Regions from separate parts of the Triticum aestivum genome. Here region 1 is linked to region 2. The links are chromatin contacts, called in public Hi-C maps. All regions are on one chromosome and are shown on one strand. The core of a region is the stretch at or near the end of the contact, and the rest is flanking DNA. Distances in the headings are between cores, read along the strand shown. Region 1 holds the start of LOC123165805 (leucine-rich repeat protein 2). Region 2 holds the start of LOC123167890 (choline monooxygenase, chloroplastic).

Region 1 (7,088 bases), core at 769-3,268, 130 kb before region 2:
AAGAAACATTCTATATTGCACAATATAATTTTGTTTTTTTAGTTTGTTGTCTTAGTTTGCTTCGTTATTTAGAAAATGAGGAGTAGGGATGGGTCCTACTCAAAATAATGTTGTTTTGGTTATGTAATTCAGAGCACATGCTTTTGTTAAGTATTATTATTATAAATGAAATTTGTGCTTGTTCAGTTCTATTCCCCCTATTCCACTATAAACAAATCCGAGCTCATGTTAACTTAATGATCAGGTTGGCCCAATTTAAATACCAACCAATTTGTTTCAACTTTTTTCACGACTGTTGCCATTCCACTATAAACAAATTTGAGCTCTATGGATCAAAGGAGTTGCTATGGGCAAGAACCTACTTGAAGAAGGACGTTCACGACGGTTGTCATTCTATTCTAACTCTCCCAGGTCGAAAAGTTTACATAAAATTTAAATTGGATAACGTGGTTGGATACAGTGCTTTTGGTTGTGTTTACAAGGTACTATTATCCTTTATGTCATTTATGAAGCAGCCTTAGTTATTCTATTATTGTTTCTTTTTAGGCAGTTAAAGTACACCCACACACTACTAGGCTACTACCCTTAACAAAATGATGAAGGGGAATCAGATAAGATTGTACGTGTCTTTCATAGTGGCGTTATTTTCTATCATGAGCCTAAATTTTGATCGGTTATGTTCCATTATGTACTCAGATTATATTCACTTTTGATTTCCTGTATTGTAAATAAGAGTCTTGAGATCCCTTGAGTCTTTAGATATGCCGTGCTTAGTGAAAAGAGGGGCTAGATACATCTGTCTTTCTTCGTCCACCAAAGAGAAGTTGATATTTGTTTCTCGAACTTGATATGGATGTTTTGGGGAAAACTATCTAGCGGGACTGAGATTGCCGTCAAAAGATTCACATCATCATCAACTCAAGGCTCAACAGAATTCACTATTGAGATTGAAATAATTGCAAATCTTCAAAACAGAAATGTAATTAGGTCACTTTGGTTTTGCATTCAAAGGGAAAAGGGATCTCTGGGGTTTCAAATTCAACAAGAAAGAGATGATTCTTGTCTACGAGTACATGCCAACAAATAGCTTGGTCGGTGACCCTGTTTTTTCAGGGTAAGAAAGGGGTAGAGAAAATGCCTCGAGCCGAGGTCTATTTTCTCTAAAACTATATTCACTGAGACTTCGATTTTAAATGTTCTATCGAGACTTTAAAGATTTTTTGCAATTCAGATGTAAATTCAACTTTAATCTTGCGGTGGTTATATGGATCCTGAGCATATCATGTCTAGTAGGAAATTCTCAGTGAGGTCTGATGTGTATAACTTCGGCATCATGGGGCTAAATTTCGTGTTTTGACCCTTTTGAAGAAGTTGTTCACCCTAATTTACAAAAAAAATTGGGATCTGACCCTTTCCCTACCGCCAGGGAGTATGGCGGTAGGGTATAGCAGCCTACCATCAAGGCCCCTGTCGGTAAGGAACTTGACCACGTCAGCGCAATGCATCCCTACCGCCACAGGAAATGGCGGTAGCATGTGTAACCCTACCGCCAAGGTGCACGACGATAGGTGTGCACACGCATTGTGTCTGAAACTTAGAATTTTTTTGCGGCAGGGCGTGCAACCCTACTGCCATGAAGCTTGACCGTAGGCTGTTATACCCTACCGCCATGTCCCTTGGCAGTAGGAAAAGGATCAGATTTCGAAATTTTTGCAAGCGAGGATCAACAGCTTCTTCAAAAGGGTCAAAACATGAAATTTTGCCGCATCATGGTTCGTGAGATCATGAAATTGCTTTCGCCTGCATCGTATCTTTCAGCCCCATGTACAAGCTTTTTGATCGGTCCGTTCCAGCTTTTTTTCTTTTATTCTCTACCTTGTGTCCTCCTCACTTTTCATTACTGACGCAGCTTCCACCCCAGTGAGCCTCTGCAGATAAATTGATTCCTCCGCGTGCTCCGTCCAAAGTTTGACCGTGGACTCGTACCCTCCTTTTGCCGTATTGACCACACCACTCGGTCACGCAGCGCCTTCCCCATTTCCACAACCGCCCGTCCTCCTCCCCCTCCTCCCACGCTACAGCAGAGCAGAGGAGAGCAGCAGCAGCCCCGTCGATCTACCCCGCGCCCGGCCTCTCCTCGCCGCCATGGCGCCTCGCGTGCCCTCCTCCTCCCTCCTCCTCGTCGGCGCCGCCCTGCTGCTGGGCCTGGCGGCCGGCGCGGCGCGGGCGTCCAACGAGGAGGGGGACGCGCTGTACGCGCTGCGGATGCGGCTGTCGGACCCCAACGGCGTGCTCCAGAGCTGGGATCCCACCCTCGTCAACCCCTGCACCTGGTTCCACGTCACCTGCGACACCGCCAGCCGCGTCGTCCGCCTGTAAGCGACAGCCCTTCCCCTCTCCCTCTCGCCCAGCTCCGCCCAATCAAGCTTTCATCTTCCAGGGTTTCCCCGCGCTTGCTCAGATTGGCCCAGAATCCCAGCTCGATTTTGGTTACTAGGTCAAATTGCTTGCTCAATTTTTTATTATTTTTGCTTGCGTGCTGGCAAGTGTCAAGGATATTGATGCTCTTTGGTCTTCGACTTGCTTCTTGTTCAAGGGAGATAGCTAGCTTAAGCAATAACTGAATAATCACATCACTGTTCAGAAGGGCCGATTTTTTATGAAAAAAATGAATAACTTGCAAGCGTAATCAATAACATGGCGTCTGTCTGTCATAGTTCAACAATATTGCATCCTGCTGGTTGGATGACCGTGTTGTCTGACGGTCTTTGTGGCAAATTTGTGCAGGGATTTAGGCAACTCCAACGTCTCCGGCTCCATCGGCCCCGAGCTCAGCCGCCTTGTTAATCTTCAGTACCTGTATGTGCCCCTACGATGATGAATTCCACCGTTTGTGTTAGTCGGACGGAACAAAATGGTTTGGTTTTCTCAATCGAAACTTGATTTGCAGGGAGCTGTACAGGAACAACCTCAATGGCGAGATTCCAAAAGAGTTGGGCAAGCTGAAGAATTTGATCAGCTTGGATCTGTATGCCAATAAGCTTACCGGAAGAATCCCCAAGTCGCTTTCCAAGCTCGGCTCACTGAGATTCATGTATGTATTATTCTCTGATTGCACTTAATTCCTCCACAGCACATAACTACAAATGCCCCCTCTAAAAAAACTAGTACTAATTCATGGCATCTTTCTTTAGTCCAAGTGATATACCCAAAATGGCTGGGAAGTTGTGCCCGTAATTCTGAATAAACTGAAATGCAATTTAAAATTTTGCTTTTGGCATAGTTAAGCATTAAATGTATGAAAAGGGCCTAAGTTTGTCTCTCTTAATTCATATATGAACAATTTTCCCCAAGTGAATACTAAAGCAATTTCTTATAGGCGTTTGAACAACAACAAACTTGCTGGATCAATTCCACGGGAGCTGGCCAAACTCTCCAACCTGAAAGTCATGTGAGTGTGCATCTTAACATATGTATACCAGATTTAGTTGTGCTGTTGATTCTCTATGGTCGCTGACTTTAAGTCATTGTGACATGCAGTGATTTGTCTAACAATGACTTATGTGGGACGATCCCCGTCGATGGTCCATTCTCAAGCTTCCCTCTTCGAAGGTATATCTCAAAGGCCACTAGCATGTTTTGTGGAACCAATGTGCATCTGGAGTCCTAAAAAGCTCAGACATTTGTACTGTAATTCGTAAGGGCGATGGTCTAGTTTTTCATGATTGCATATACTAGAAATGTTATGATGATGGTATTTGAGGTCGTGTCTCATGACTTTTTTTTCCGACTGCTCAGTCATTCATAAGTTGATAGCTCTCATATCGGGTTGATGCGATGAATGGCTAATAAGACATAACTGTTATTTTTCCAGCTTCGAGAACAACAGCAGGCTGAACGGCCCAGAGCTGCAAGGATTGGTTTCCTATGACTTTGGATGCTAGGAAGCGCCGACGCACACGACAATGCACGTGGAAGGAAGGCAAAAAAAATATAGTAGTACAACAAATAGTATGGAGCCTAGCACTACAACATGTATGGCTTGCGATACATGCAGCAGAAGATGAAGAAGGTATGTGAGCATAGGGTCTGCGTTCGGTACTCAGACCGCAGAAGGAAAAGAATGGGGTGTGAGAAGTCTTAGCTTGATCGATTGTTATTGCCGTATTGTAAATTGTAATAAGCTGCTTAGTACCGCAGCTAAGCTGACCGCTTGGGTCCACTTAGCAAGCCTTTGCCAGTTCGGAACTAAATCCGAGCTGATGAAGAATGTATCTCAAGTTTTATCTACAAACGATCCACATCTCTTTGCTATGTTAGTATGGTTGAAGTACAAGCATTGTAGTGCAAAACAATATGAAGACTTTATTCATCCATGAAATGTACAATATGTACAGTGGCACAATGTTAAGTGACATCGATAAACATGAGCTCCAGCAGTTGCCCGGATGGTGGCAGCAATTGTAGCGAGGACAACCCGTTACAGGAGACGAGGCTACTTTGCATACATGAATCAGTGGTAATCTGTATCATTTGGATCAGTGGTAATCTGTATCATTTGGATCCAATATTTTAATGCTTCCGAACAATCAGATTCAACTTAACTGAACCAAACTAGTAATTTTAATGCTTTTCTGTTGGAGCTAACATGAATGAACCATTGATATCCCACCCAGTAGTCATGTAAGCATGAAGCATCTGTGAAAACCACTTTCTATTCAACCGGTGAGCATGGTGTTGTGTTGCTTTTCATGCTAACTATAGTTACCTGACACTGAAGACTAAGACAAGATTACAGAAGAGAACTGGAGAATCAGAAATAAAAATCGTGCCTGCATAGCGATCCTGTGAGATAGAAAAAATGCTGGTGCACTGTTGTTTCTAAATGCCTTCAAAATTGATTATCGCTTGACAGATGGAACTCTCATATCAGTCGTTCTACTCTCAGAGAAGATGCATCTCCAGTTGTCTAGGAGAACACATGGCATGCAACAATGACAGCAAAATTAGGCAAGTATTTTGCAGCTGGTTCTGCCGGCTGTCTACCATGTAACCTGAGTAGCAAAGATGATTTCGACATCTGACGCTCTATCTCAAGCGCCGCAACCACATCTTTCACTATGATGCCACAAGCCACTTTCATGTGCGCTGATCTTCTAACGCCGCCTGATGAAAAACCACAACACATTCATGGTTAAAAAAGTGTATGCATGGCAGAAGCTCTCAATTAGGGCTATTTAACATGCACTTATTTCCAGATTCATGAACTCCCAGAAGTTGAATTATTCATATATATCCTTTTTGAGGATAATCAACTGATCTGACACTTCCCTTTGAAAGAGATTGACATTGCTATTCTATTTATTTACAGAGGAAATCACCTCCAGTAATCAAATAATCAAAGCCCACAAGATAACCCACTCATATCTTAACAGATAAAACTCTTCCCAATTTAGAAGGATTGGATTTTGTAACGAGAACGCCAGACTAACTAGGCGCGGTTTCTATGTACAAGAAACAGACGACCAACGAGTTGAATAATAATAGGGCATCGTAGGACGGGAGGGACAAATGATGAAAATGTGGCTTTATAGTACTCCCTCCGTCCTATAATATAAGAACGTTTTTGACACTAGTGTAGTGTTAAAAACGTTCTTATATTTTAGGACAGAGGGAGTAGTAGAGATAGGCGTACTCTTGAAAGCTCCAGATTATGTTATATCATCCTCTACAAATTTTCAGCTTCAGCCAGTTGTTTGACTTCACCAGCTCCTAAATAAAAGGCATGTTAAACACGAAAAATGCACTCAAGAATCTACTATTACCCCTATAAAAGCACGAAGTGCGGAGATCCAAAACAGCATCCTGCCCACATATTAGTTTTTCTATGGTCCAGATACATTGCTAAACACGTTCGATCCAAAACACGAGTTAGGAACCGTCTCCACGGGCCTCCGCCCCCGTGCAGCCCGACGCGCACTGTCTGGCTCATAACTGCTCGCCCCTTCGGATTTGCCCCACCATCTCCACTCGGCTTGTTTCAAAGTTCAAACAAACCGCCCTCCTTCCTCTTTGTCTACACCAAGAATTCAATTACCAGAGCCTAGGAGGGCGAAACGTGCACCCAGCTGTTGATCCACTCGAGGGGCAGACCGAGCAGAGAGAGGCTCTCACTCTGGCGAGGTGGTGCTGGCCACACCGCTCGTGCCTGCAGGCTAAGCGTCACAATCAGACACCTCGGAGCCTCATGCGGCGAATCATCGTCAGCGGATGCGCCAGGAGATCCCAACGGGACCGGGAGGATCTACGTTGTCCTTGTTGTTCTTGGTACTTCTCTGGTGCTCAGTGACGAGGACATGTGTCTGGGGGGTCCTAGGCCTGACCTACATACCCTACCCAAGGGCACCACATACAAGAATCCAAGACCTACAAAACCAGGAAGAAGCCACCGACTGGAATGCCTGCGGTCTACGAATCACTCGGACGCGGGATCCACTCGAAGCCTCGCCATCACTCGACCGCCTCTAACCACTCGGAGTACCAAGCATCACTCGGGAAGAGAAGACCAAGAATCACCCTTAGACGGCAACAGTCAGGCGATCGGATCGCCACCATAAAGAACATTTAACTCTGGTGTTACTTGTAACGCCGGTGTCTTTTTAACTTCACCATTGAACCCTTGAGTTACGGGGCATTCATGAGGGGCTAGCAGACTCTATATAAGCCGCCTCGCTGCCCCTGCACAAGGGTTCGCACCTCTTGTAACACAACACTCCAGGAATGAAGCTCCAGCAGCACCGAGACGTAGGGTCTTTACATCTTCCGAGAGGGGCCTGAACTCGTAAATCCGAGTGTACAATCACACCGTAGCTAGACTCTGCCCTCTCATACGTACCCCTATACTCTACTGTCAGGTCTGTTCCCACGACAATTGGTGCCCATCGTGGGGCAGGCGTCTAAGCAACCTCCGGCATGGTTGCGTTTTTCCTGCATTTCACCATGGTTTCTGGCGGCGGATTGTTCCTGGGTCGCGAGATCCGTCTCGGCACTCTCAGTTTCGTCGTCGACGATTCGGCGTGGTTCCAAGA
Region 2 (6,812 bases), core at 1,287-3,786:
CGTCGCTCCCAGGGCGACTCGGGAGGCGAAACCCTAGCCGCCGCCCAGGCTCCCCTCCTTCCCCTCCCTTCCCTCGCCGTCGCCGGAGGATGCCGGCGGGCAAAGCCCTCACCGGTGGACGGCGGCGGCGGGGCCCTCGTTCGCGTGCTCGCGCGCTTCTGCTGGGCGCGCTGGAGCGGCGGGCGGCCGTCTGCTCGCGGGGAGGTAGAGATGGCGTGGACTGCGTGCGAGGTGGCGCTGCCATGGCGGCCGCCGGCCGCTGATGCGTGCGGCAGAGTTGAGGGCGCCCAGATCTGGGCCGCACGAGCCCGCCCAGGCCGGCGACAATCACTCTGCCCCCACCCACCCCTCTCCCTCCTCCCACCCCTCCCGGCCGCCGCCGGCGGTTGCCGCTGGGTTAGTAAGCACGCGTGCGGCGACCCTGACGGTTGCTGCTCCTCTGTGCCCCGGCGGATCCTGGCGGCGGAGGCTGGGGGCCAGCGCGGTGGCGGCGCGGTGCAGGTGGCTGCTGCCACCTGCTGGACGCGCTCCCGGCGGTGGCCGGCCTGCTGGAGCTGCGCTGGTCGGTGCCCACTCCTGCGACGACAACGTTTCTAGCCTTCCCCCATGTGTGTTGGTCTTCTACGACGATTCTTCGCCATGCCCGGTCTGCCATTGCATCTGAGGTCTTCGTTCTTGGGTCGGGGCGAAATCCCCGCGCGGCGACGGCCTGCGCTGTCAACGGCGACGCCCGAGGGTGCCGTCACCTCCTTGGAGGCGTTGGCATGACCCTGACCGGACCTCCTCCTCGAACACCGGGAGAAATCCTAGGTCCGGCCTCCCGGACCGGGCAGCGGCGGCGTCTCAACGCTGTTCCCCTCTTGATGGCGCTGCTTTGGCTGCAAGTGGAGTACTTGATGCGGCAGATGGTGGTTGGCGATGCATCGCTCTGGCGTAGACTGCTACACAAGGAGCAGGTCGCAACGTTTGCCTGCGCCGGCGCTCCCCAATGAATGCTACACCAGTTCCAATCAGGCCCTGCTTTTCACCCGCCGACTCTCTAGGCACATGGGTGCGAGGTACGTCGGCTTGGGCAGTCCTGAAGCTGCATTCGTCCCTGAAAGTGCCTGGCAATGGCAGTGATGCTACCCTGTTGCTCCGAGTCTCGGTGCTTCGCCATTTTGGCTAGAGGCAAGGCTAGGCGAGGCCTAATGTCGTTGCGTGTCTGTAGTTGAGGGCACCTCCTCACCTAGCTGTAGTCACTTGGTGAGGACGATCGTTTGTGTGTGTGTGTGCGTGTGCGTGTGCGTGTGTGTGTGTCCCTCCTTTCTGGAGGTTGTACCCCCGATGTCTTCCTGTTCAATGCAATGAAACGCAACTCTTTTGCGTTTTCTCGAAAAAAAATCTCGTGGCTACAGAGGCTTGCGGCGGCGGAACTTTCGATCTAGGTTAATTTCTGGAGGTTTATATATATATATATATATATATATATATATATATATATATATATGTATATATATATATATGTATGTATATATATATATATATATGTATAAATATATATAAGAGGTTTTGGCGTCGAGAACAAGTCAAGGGGTTTTCCGGGCTGTCCACGAGGTAGGGGGCGCGCCTAGGGGGTGGGCATGCCTCCCACCCTCGTGGGCAGCCCGGGACTCTTCTGGCCCAACTCTTTTACTCCATGGCCTTTTTCTGGTCCAAAAAAGCGCCGTCAAGTTTCAGGTCAATTGGGCTCCGTTTGGTTTCCCTTTTCTGCGATATTCTAAAAGCAAGGAAAAAACAGAAACTGGCATTGGGCTCTAGGTTAATAGGTTAGTCCCAAAAACCATATAAAATAGCATATAAATGCATATAAAACATCCAAGGTTGATAATATAATAGCATGTATACTTTATAAGTTATAAATACGCTGGAGATGTATCAAGGTGCTCGGCGGATACACGTCGGACAAGCAGCTCGCGTGGAGGAGAAAATCAAAAAGGCAGTCGCTTGCAGAACCAAGCGGGCTCTTGCAGAAGAACCGATTGCCTCACTGCAAAAAGCAAAGAGAAAGAAAGGAATGAAGGAGAGAGAGCTACTTTTGTTTGGATCCAAAGTAAAAAAGGTAGTCATGGAGAGAGATAGGTGGACCACTAGGAGATGGTGCTTGTGTTGGATGGGAAATATCCATCCGGTGGCCTCACCAATTTTTTTCTTAGGTGAAGGCTGAGACCACACCTAGGTTTTTTTTTTTTTTTTTGAGAACAGACCACACCTAGGTGATGCCCCTTGGTTCATGCCCTGAAACCTGCCCGTCCCGAAGAATGACCAGGGTTTAGCCCAGAAGAACCAGGCCGAATGGGCCCAAGTTAAACCTCAATCTTTTGCAATAAGGCCTGGCCAATCTTTGTTTTCTTAGGGAAAGGCTGACGGAAGCAACCAAGCCTTTTTCTTGGCCCAGCCAACCTGGCGGTGGCCTGTTGTTTATTCCGCAGAACGTACAGCGAGAACCTACGAACGAGCTCCTTTCTTGATTCTTCAAAAAAAAAAACTTTTTCCTCGTCCATCGCTAAGCAGAGCACCAACCGAGAACGACAAAACGCAGGGGAAGGCACTGACGGCCGGCCGGCTACTCCCCCACTCCAATTCCTCCCAACCCGCACGCGGCTTGCCAGGGCCGGCGATGGCGATCGCGCAATCCCTAGCCCTGTCGTCCTCCGTAGCCGCCCGCGCCAGGGCCCGCCGCGCCGCGCCGTCCCGCGTGGCCGCCGCGGCGTCGGCGTCGGCGTCGGGCGAGCCCGCGCGGCGGCTCGCCGTCGAGTTCGACCCGGCGATCCCGCTGGCCTCCGCGGTGACGCCGCCGAGCGGGTGGTACACCGACCCGGGGTTCCTCCGGCTCGAGCTCGACCGCGTCTTCCTCCGCGGGTGGCAGGCCGTTGGTACGCGCACTCGATTCCCTGGAAATTTCCTTCCAATTTTCAGGAGGAACAGTCGCTGGCTGTTTCATTGGCGACAGATTACTTTTCTGCACACAGTGACAGTTGCACTGACGGCTGAGTGTTCACTAGCTTGAAATGGATAGTCCAGGTCTTTGGCGATCAGGTCCCGTGACTAACTAATTGGGATCATGGGCAAGGTGCCCGTATGGGAGTAAATCACTTCCTATCGAAATGTTAACATATTTCTAGTTTTGTAACAGGAGTTCCTGGACTGGACTCCTGGAGTGACCGTCCACTTGAGCCTCGCTGGCTCATAGCGAATTGCGATATCGTTGATAACATTGCTCACTTCAATGTTTACTGGTTACTGCCCGACATTTTCTAGTGTGCCAATGACTCACTGATTGCTTTACTCTGTCTGTTGTGTTATATAAATCTTTCAAGTACCCTCTCCTAGGACTCCCGTACTTGATTTGGAAAAATATTAGACAATATGTGGTGTGGGTGGGCGGTGGCGATGAACAAATGCAAATGGGAAAGAAATTAAATAGGGGAATAGTTGGGAAACATCATTTACTTTTACATGTATGCCCTATATTTGTTCAAACAATCTTTAGAATTTATGCCTTATATTAATCAATGGAAGGAATACCATTAGTACAATTTGTGTTTATCTGTTTTCATTAGTTAAACTCTGTAGTTCCTTACTGAGAGGTTACATGGTGCCGACTTGCATGCTTCTTTTCCAGGTCACATAGGACAAGTCAAGAACCCAAATGATTTCTTCACTGGAAGGTGATTGCATCTTGCTTTAATGCTTCTTCGACCTGAATAAATTCTACACTTTCTACAGTATCTGATGTGCAAACCTTTTATAAGTGTAAGTGTTCTTATAATATTTCTAGAACTTCCCACCATGTAATCTGCAACTGAATTTGCCAAAAATATTTGGCTTAATGGAAATTGTTCAGGTGGGTTTAGCGCCCCCGCCCCCCCTCCCCCCCACCCCCCGCTAGACCTTTTCTTTTTCTAAAACAAGGATCTGCATGCACACCACTTGTTTGAAAATTTAAAACTTCCAGTCATGGTTACCTCCAAATTATTGTAAAGAAGATAATTCATGCTGGAGGTTGCTAATTTCAATCATCTAACAAGGTGAACCAACAGCCTTGGAAATGTAGAATTTGTCATATGCCGGGATGCAAATGGGAAACTTCAAGCTTTTCACAATGTGTGCCGTCATCATGCCTCACTCCTCGCATGTGGAAGTGGTCAGAAGACTTGCTTCCAATGCCCTTATCACGTGAGTTCCTTAATAAACACCTTGTAGATATGGTACATACCTGCGGTCTGTACTTATATGCCATAATTTTTCTTCGACTTTCTAGGATAGTCATCTGAATACTTCGCTTATTGACATCTGAGGTAAGAAATGTGGCCACATCCACATAACTTTTCATCAAAAGTTGTTTAGTTGAAAATTTTCATGGGATGGAATCCACATGCTATTAAGTATTAACTAAGGATAGTTCAAAATGTAAATATGACAATGAGGGAATACATCCACATGTCCCATGTGAGGATTAAACGTTTCAAGTTGAATTCCAAAGAAATCCGGTGCTATTTTAGTTGGACCCCCAGCTTCTTGGTGTCTCTGCAGAACTGCCTGAACTAGAAACTATGGCAACAAAACAACACAACATCAGTGGATTTCATATGTGTATTAGTGTAATTATCATTTCTGAGGGAACTAAGTGTGGTGAAGCCTCTGCTAGGTTGGCTGAAACTGAACTTCATCATCATATCATTTGTTTTTATTTGCCTTATTTTTTGTGACTCAGTAGCTAACTAGCTATATAAATTTTTAGGGTTGGACATACGGTTTAGATGGTACCCTCCTGAAAGCTACAAGAATATCAGGAATCAAGAACTTCAACAAGAATGTATAGCACAACTCCTTTTGAGCCTTTATGCTTCTCAATCTCACAAAATTGCAACTTATGCTTCTTTCTGGAAACAGGATTTCGGTCTTTTACCAATTAAGGTGGCTACATGGGGACCTTTTGTGCTGGCCAGATTTGATGATTCCTCTCAAGATACTGTTGATGATGTGGTGGGCGATGAATGGCTGGGTAGTGCTTCAGATCTGTTGAGTAGAAGTGGCATTGACACTTCACTACCCCATATTTGCAGGCGAGAATATATTATCGAATGTAACTGGAAGGTTTAATTTTTTTTATGTCTGCTATTTTGATGATGTTACTGAAGCAATGAGATTCTCTTGAGTTTATATTTTATGCCCATTGTATTTTTTTTCATGCAGGTATTTTGTGACAACTATCTAGATGGTGGATATCATGTTCCATATGCACATGGGGCCCTTGCATCTGGCCTTCAGCTTCAATCCTACGAAACACTTGTATTGTTTGTAAACCCCTTTTCTTCTGCAGTTTTCCTCTTGATAATATTTGTTTAGGCATAGGTACTTGGTCTCAACTAGTAATATGTTTTCATAACCAGTATAAATATTCTCTCTTTTTGTGTGTGTTGAAATTATCGAGTTATTACCTTTTTATTAATCTTCATACCTGAACCAATGCCACTGCAATACTGAATTATTTCCTTGGAACCTTTGTGGTTTTGCTTTTTTTAGGATGACTTTTAATTAGCATGTACTTATCTCCAGACATATGAAAAAGTTAGTGTTCAAAGATGTGAAAGTGCCCCAGAAGAACAAGACATTGATCGCTTAGGGACGAAAGCTACATATGCCTTTGTTTATCCAAACTTTATGATCAATAGGTGTGATGGGCATCCCTCAGAACTTGTCATTTCGACTTGCTTGCGTTAGATGCATACAGATGTGACTAACTAATAATTTTCAGGTATGGTCCATGGATGGACACTAATCTAGCTGTTCCATTGGATGCAACCAGGTGTAAAGTGGTTTTTGATTATTTTCTGAACGAATCTCTTCTGGTATATATTCTCCTGATCTCACATATCCATTTTATGTTTTTCAGTACATACTTATGTACTGTCTGTATGTTCTCACATCTCAATAACATAACATGGTATCTTTCATTCTTTATTATTTACACAGCTCGGGTGGCACATTATTGTGATAGTAGTTTGATTGCAAACATGAGCACCTGTTTGTTACATATATTGTGCTTATTTCTTGCTTGCACTTGATAAGATGAGACTGGTTTTGAAGAGCGTCTCCACTTTATCGCTGAACAGATCAATAGGGGTACAACATGTTTTAACTTTGCTCCGCAAAAAAAAAAACATGTTTGTAACTTTGTATATCATATGTGGCTGCTTTCGAGTTTGACTCTTGAACATGCCTGGAGGGGGTGTATTTGCATTAAGAATGAGCTAAGAGAGCGCAAACGACTTGTGCCTGATAGGCAATACTAGTAGAAAGTAGTTGCGTCCCATGGCAGAGGCAGAGAAGCATAGTGTAGGGGGTGGAAGTTACTGTAGCGATGAGTTTTCGTTGTTCAGCTGAAATGCAATGCTGGGAATAACCAAAGTCAGAGGAACTGTGCTCCTCTTCTTTGCTTGGGACTAACCCGTTCAGAATAGAGGGTGGTAATGGTCTAAGATCTAAAAGCCGAGTGATGTCTTCAAACGGATGATGATGTTATCTTCGTATATTAATCAAGTTTCCATCTGAAACAAGTAATGATTTGTTACATTGCTACAATCTAAAACGGAGTATCCTTGAAATATGCAAATCCTTTCTTGCTTGCTGTATACATTTTCAGTCGACTCATCCATATTGAATGTGCAGGATGACCAGGATTTCATTGATAGAAGCTTAAAGGACAGCGAACAAGTACAGGTATATTACCACAAAACTGATCGTCGGTCGCCAAGGTAGCTCGATGC

What was found. A called contact is a pair of places that touch in the nucleus more often than the background predicts.
Region 1: a Hi-C map of leaf shows a contact between it and region 2, with 2.3 times the contacts expected there. The contact joins the promoter of LOC123165805 here to the promoter of LOC123167890 in region 2. A contact is called at or near these places in 2 of 5 Hi-C or Micro-C datasets (both in leaf).

Annotation. Positions count from the first base shown.
Region 1 is chr7D:537,545,752-537,552,839 of IWGSC CS RefSeq v2.1, reverse strand. LOC123165805 (leucine-rich repeat protein 2) reads left to right here and starts at 2,018. Exons shown (of 6, transcript XM_044583536.1): 1 at 2,018-2,375; 2 at 2,788-2,859; 3 at 2,951-3,094; 4 at 3,380-3,451; 5 at 3,541-3,612; 6 at 3,875-4,405. The coding sequence starts at 2,146. The coding sequence ends at 3,944.
Region 2 is chr7D:537,415,362-537,422,173 of IWGSC CS RefSeq v2.1, reverse strand. It overlaps LOC123167890 (choline monooxygenase, chloroplastic), which reads left to right and starts at 2,536. Exons shown (of 10, transcript XM_044585752.1): 1 at 2,536-2,915; 2 at 3,665-3,710; 3 at 4,083-4,218; 4 at 4,784-4,858; 5 at 4,936-5,139; 6 at 5,239-5,334; 7 at 5,602-5,717; 8 at 5,801-5,894; 9 at 6,715-6,765. The coding sequence starts at 2,660.